Linked DNA regions of Pan troglodytes: region 2 is linked to region 1. A link is a contact called in public HiChIP or PLAC-seq data. All regions are on one chromosome and are shown on one strand. Each heading gives the region's core, a stretch centred on a gene start, on an enhancer-like site or on the middle of the called end of the contact. The rest is flanking DNA. Distances are from core to core; before and after follow the strand shown.

Region 1 (2,700 bases), core at 60-2,559:
ACCTCACGCCAGGGGCTGTTCTAGGCAAAAAATTTAGACAAGCAGGGGGCCTGCCTTCATGGTTTTATGTAAGTGGTGCAGACAGAAAAATAAAACATCAGATCATTTCAGAGTTTAAGTGGTGTGGAAATAATAAAATGTGTTATGGTATTAACGGTGGGGAGGAAGTACATTAGTGTGGTCAGCCAGGGGAGGACCCTGTAAGGGGACAAGTGAGCTGAGAAGAACTTCAGGATGAAAAAGGTAGGAGAAGAGTTTTCTGGGCCAAGGAAAGGGCAAGTGCAGAGGCCCTGAGGCACGAACTAGCTGGGCTCCTGAAGAAATGCAAAGGTAGTGCAGCCGATGCTGATCAAGGAGGTCTAGGCCAAGGCTGGAGACTCCATAGCAAGCGATGGGAAGGATTTACCCGAGGGGGTAAAGCCGATCCGATCCGATAGCATAAGGCTTCCTAGGGAGCAAGGGCCAGGCTGCCCGGCTCTCCAGCGCGTGTTCTTTCCACCCTGCTAAGCTGCCCGGCACATGGCTCTGGGGCGAGGCCACCGTCAGGAGAGGTTCCAGGCCAAGGGGCCAAAGGGCCAGGGCCCGCGGGGGATGGGGACATGACCTCCTGGGTGTCGCAAGCCCGGGGCAGCGCTGACAGCCGGCGCGGGGCTTTCGCGAGCAGCAAGCGGCTCCCCTCACCCGGGCCCAATCACCCCCGCCTTTAATTCCCATTAGGGACCCCCCGCCGACGCAGCACCAGCCCCCGGGCGGCCTGGCTTGGTTTTTCATCCCGGGAGATGGATCCGTCGCCCAAAAGTTCGGAATGACGGTACCCCTTTCCCTTAAGATCGATGAGGAGACGAAATAAATTGGGGTCAGGGCGACGTCCTATGGAAAACAGCCCTTTGTATTTTTGTCTAGTTTTCCCCCAAGGCTTTCCATAAACTACTCGTTTCTCGGTACGCTCTCCAAGTCACCCCCTCCAACAGCGAGCCCGTTGGTTTGGCCCCTCAGCCCGGATTGGCTGAAGGCTTACGCCTCGGCCAGGGATTGGCTTCTTACGACTCCCCGCGCCCATTGGTTGGGGTTCCCCGCTTCTGGGCGGAGTGGTGAGGGCCGGTTTCCGCCTCCTTGTTTATGGAGCGCGTAGTTGTAGCGCTCTCCGAGCGCTGGGGCTGTCTCCAAAGTTCCCTATTTAGCTACTCAGGCCAATTGGGGCCTCGCTCCACCCTCGCCCTCTCCCTCGCACGCCTTCCGTGTGGTACGGCCCACACCATTAGAGTGGCGGCGCGTGTGGGCGCCCGTCGCGTTCCTCCGCCCGTTCTCGCCGGGTCGCACCCCCCACCCCGAGGGTGTACTTGGTACGGCCCGCGCCGCCTCCTTTCCTCGCCCGGGTGGCCATCCCCCTCCCCCCAGTCGGCGGCGCTTGGTGCCGCCCGGGAGAACCAGGTCATCGGTCGCTTCCCGTGAAAACAAAAACAATCGGCCGCGCCGTCGCAGGCACCCGAACGTCGCGAGCGGGGCCTGGGGACGCGGGGCCGAGTGCAGCGAGCGAACGGGAGCAGCGGCGACGCGCCAGGGGGCTAGGGCGCCATGGGGCAGGCGGGCTCCGGCTGCGCGGGGCTCCCCCGGCGCCGCGGCTAGTGCGCCCGCCGCCTCGGCCGCCTCAGCCTCCCGCGCCGCCCGCTTGGGGAACGAGGAGCAGGACGCGGCCTCGGCGGGGCCCGGGCCGAACGGCTGCGGACACCTGGGCGCCGAGGAGCCGAGCGCCGCCGCCTCCGGCATGGATCAGTGCGTGACGGTGGAGCGCGAGCTGGAGAAGGTGCTGCACAAGTTCTCGGGCTACGGGCAGCTGTGCGAGCGCGGCCTGGAGGAGCTCATCGACTACACCGGCGGCCTCAAGCACGAGATCCTGCAGAGCCACGGTAGGGCGGCCCGCGTGGGCGCGCGGGGCAGGGCCCACTGCCCGAGCCCCGGTCCCGGCCCTGCGGCGGGAATCCCTCACCCACCCTCGCGCCTCTGGCCCGGCCCTTGCCTCCCCTGAGGCGCGGAGGCCCCCAGACCCCTGAGACTTTTTCTCCTCTTCGTCCGATTTTACCTCGAACCTGCCGCGACCTCGCTGCCAATTCAGAAGGAGCGCGAACCACCCGGAAACCCAGCCGGGAGCCGCGGGCTCCAGTCCGGATAAACGTGGGTGAGGGGGCCGCCCACCGCACCTGCAAACTGCCGACCCCCGAGTGGGCGCCCCTCGTCCCCCGCCCCCAGCCGGCCCCGGGAGTCTCACGTGGTGCCCGCGGCGCTGTTCTGCGGGCGGTGAGTGAATCGCCTGGGACCCCAGGCTCTGAGTGATGAGGGCAGTGCAGGAAGCTCCCTTTCCCCTCTGTGCCGCCCCGAATCCTTGGCCAGGGGACTTCGTTTCTTCGTTTTATTTTGGAAAGTCGAGCGTTATTCTTAGCTGTGGGTTAACAACAGCCGCTCCTGCAACTTCATGATTTGGCTGCTGTGTGGACGCAGCTCTTAACTCCGTAGCGGCTCTGACATGGTTCCTTGGAAACCAGCTCAATTCAACCCTTCTGTTCTCCTAGTGTACCTTCTGATGACACCGAGGAGGAACGGGCGACATTTGCCCAAGTAAATTGTGCACATGTTGCTAGTTACTTGCTTTGCCTGGTTAAGTTCTTTCAAAAAAAATAAATTTTCCTATAGAAGGTGTTTCAC
Region 2 (2,700 bases), core at 79-2,578, 270 kb before region 1:
TAATATAAAATCCTTTCTCTTTTGATACTTTTAATTGTATTAATATTGCTATATTGCTTTCATTTGGCTACCATTTGATTAAATATTTTAGCCCAGTATTTTCAAGCTTCCTGTGTTGTAAGCGTTTGTTTACGGTCAATTTACAGCTGGATTGTCCTTTTATTCCCAACTGTCTTTTAAAACTTGTGAGTGAAATTAACCCATTTACATTTATTGTAAATACTGATGTTTGGACTTTTCACATTAAAAACATTTTTACCATATGTTCTGGTTTCTTTTGCTTATCTCGTTCCCATTTCTGCCTTCTGTTCAGCTGGATAGGTTTTTTCTTCTCATTTAGTAGCCCCCTTCCTTTAAATGGTCTGCAGATTATAAAGCCAATTTAATTCTTCTGTTACTAAGTTTAAAAACTTAAAATCACATTCAGAATATGTATATTGAAAATCAACATCCAGAGTTGATTTGCATCTATAATCCCTTATATGTTTCCAAACATTCTCTGATTATACGTTTCCACACTTGTAAAATGGGAGGCATGAGTTCTTCTTAAGGATTAAATGTGATGTAATGTCAAACACTAGCCTTTATGAACATATCTTCAATTTCTTCATTCCATTTCTTTTTCATTCAATCAAAATACTTCAGGTCCAGAGCACACAATCACCTCTAAACTCCTTTGTCCTTCAAAGTCACCTTCTCTTTCATCTCTTGCATCATTCATTATGGCCTTCAACTACTTTAAATTTCTTTGTAAGTCTCTGAATACCTTCTCAATCCCCCTTTGGAGAAAAAAAAAATCTCATTATACATTGTATTTAAAGGTCTCTTTTGCTCTAAATTTAATGAACGTCATTATCCAGTAACTCCACGCCTTTCTTCATTTATCCTTCAAAATGGCGGACTTTAGACGTTCCACGATCAACACCACGTGCGCCTGCGCCTCCCGCAGCCATTTCGCCCAGCAGCCTAAGCTCGGAGAGGCGCCTGCGCACGAGCCTCCAGAGCACTATCGCTCCTCCCTCTAGCTGAGTACGCCTGAAACCGCACGTTCTCTTCCCTTCCCTCCCCCGCCAACCCTGCACCGCCCTCACCCTTTCCTGTGAGATTCTTCCGCCAAGTGGAAGGCTCATCTTCGGTCGACAGCCTACGCACTTGAAGAACAATCCAATAGGCACTTATAGCTCAGGATCTCGCCATTCAGTCTTATCTATGCGCCACAGCAATTTTCCTCCGGGCCCCAAAGTTGATAACCGATTTCGCGGGACTTTTTTTTGCATATTGTGAGGCAACAAATGGAAAGAATAGGCCTGTGGCGGAGGGATCACTCGCTTATTCTCTGTGTACTTTAACCTAATGGGGGTCGCCCGGGAGTCGGAAGGGGGAGGGGAAAGGGAGGAGGCAGCCAAGGAATTGTTTTTTTCTCTGGCCCCGCCCTCGCCCGGGGGGCCAATGGTGATGGTCTGTTTCCCCCGGAGCCTCGCCCAGCTCCTGTGTCTCAGCCAATGAGCGGCGGAAGCGGCTCCGAGGGGGGCGGGTCCAGGAGGCTGTGCGTGTCTTGTGAGAGCTCTTGAACCAAGTCAGCGCTGGAGTCGGCTAGGCGGCTGGAAACGGCGGCTGCCGCCGGTGACTCAGGGAGGCGGGAGGCGGGGTAAGAGCGCCGCGGCCTCGGCTGCGGGGAGAGGGGAAAGAAAGGTGAAAGCGCCGAGCGCGCGGCCCCGCCGCCCGTTGGCAGCGGCGCAGGCCCGGGAGACGGGCGCCCGGGGTTCGGGGCCGGGGAGCTGGGCGCCGGGGCGGGGCGGCGGGGCAAGTGCGGAATCGCGGGCTCGCCCACCCTCCCCCGCGGGGCCGCCCGGGACCGGCTCTCTGCACCAGGGGCCTTTTCTTTTCGGGGCTGGGGGCTGAGCACTTTCAAATCCACTCGAGCCGCAGATAATTTTTCCCTCACTCCCTCTGCGGTTGCGTTTGAGCTGTTAGAAAAGCCAAACTTGGGAGAGCGAGGGTCACGCGGCGCTGGGACCCGGGTGTGTGGCGGGGGAGGGCGCCGGGGGGCGGGGGCGCGCAGGAGGGGGGCTCGGTGCGGGTCCGCCCGGGGCCGCGTCCTCGCGCGGGTTCGGCGCCCTCCGCCCGCTCTCTCTGCTGTCTCCGCCCGGCCCCCTCCCACCGGCCGCCCCCGTCGCATTTTGTTTTTGTGTTTTTGCAGGGAGGAGCTCTTCCTGCAGGCGTGGAAACCATGGTGCTCACGCTCGGAGAAAGTTGGCCGGTATTGGTGGGGAAGAGGTTTCTCAGTCTGTCCGCAGCCGACGGCAGCGATGGCAGCCACGACAGTTGGGACGTGGAGCGCGTCGCCGAGTGGCCCTGGCTCTCCGGGACCATTCGAGCTGTCTCCCACACCGACGTTACCAAGAAGGATCTGAAGGTACAGGCGGCTCCGGGCCTCTGCCACCGGACGTTTCGCAGTTACCGTGGTAACGCGACCATCGGTTCCCTCCTTCCGTTTTCTGAAAACGGAGACCAGAAAGTTGGCATATGATCTGAAGGTGCAGGAAGCTAGATCTTGAAAGTCTTTGGAATGGTTGTACAGAGCCGAGTTGTGTTTGGCCCACAGCTCCTGGCTGCCTGGCTTTAATAATGGGCTTAGGGTTGTTCAGACACGCTTCATTAATGCCGGTGCTGTGTCCCACTAGGACTGTCTCATCTTTA

What was found. HiChIP or PLAC-seq counts read pairs in DNA pulled down with a chosen protein or histone mark.
Region 2: an H3K4me3 HiChIP or PLAC-seq map of stem cell-derived excitatory neurons shows a contact between it and region 1, with 2.2 times the contacts expected there. The contact joins the promoter of KDM3A here to the promoter of RMND5A in region 1. A contact is called at or near these places in 1 of 7 Hi-C or Micro-C datasets (stem cell-derived neural progenitor cells) and 1 of 1 datasets of contacts at active chromatin or transcription factors (stem cell-derived excitatory neurons).

The regions. Positions count from the first base shown.
Region 1 is chr12:36,035,250-36,037,949 of NHGRI_mPanTro3-v2.0_pri, reverse strand. RMND5A (required for meiotic nuclear division 5 homolog A) reads left to right here and starts at 1,309. Exons shown (of 9, transcript XM_016948908.4): 1 at 1,309-1,907. The coding sequence starts at 1,766.
Region 2 is chr12:36,308,067-36,310,766 of NHGRI_mPanTro3-v2.0_pri, reverse strand. It overlaps KDM3A (lysine demethylase 3A), which reads left to right and starts at 1,328. Exons shown (of 26, transcript XM_525805.8): 1 at 1,328-1,648; 2 at 2,201-2,416. The coding sequence starts at 2,231. It overlaps LOC134807803 (a long non-coding RNA gene), which reads right to left and starts at 1,430. Exons shown (of 2, transcript XR_010149077.1): 1 at 1,092-1,430; 2 at 1-779.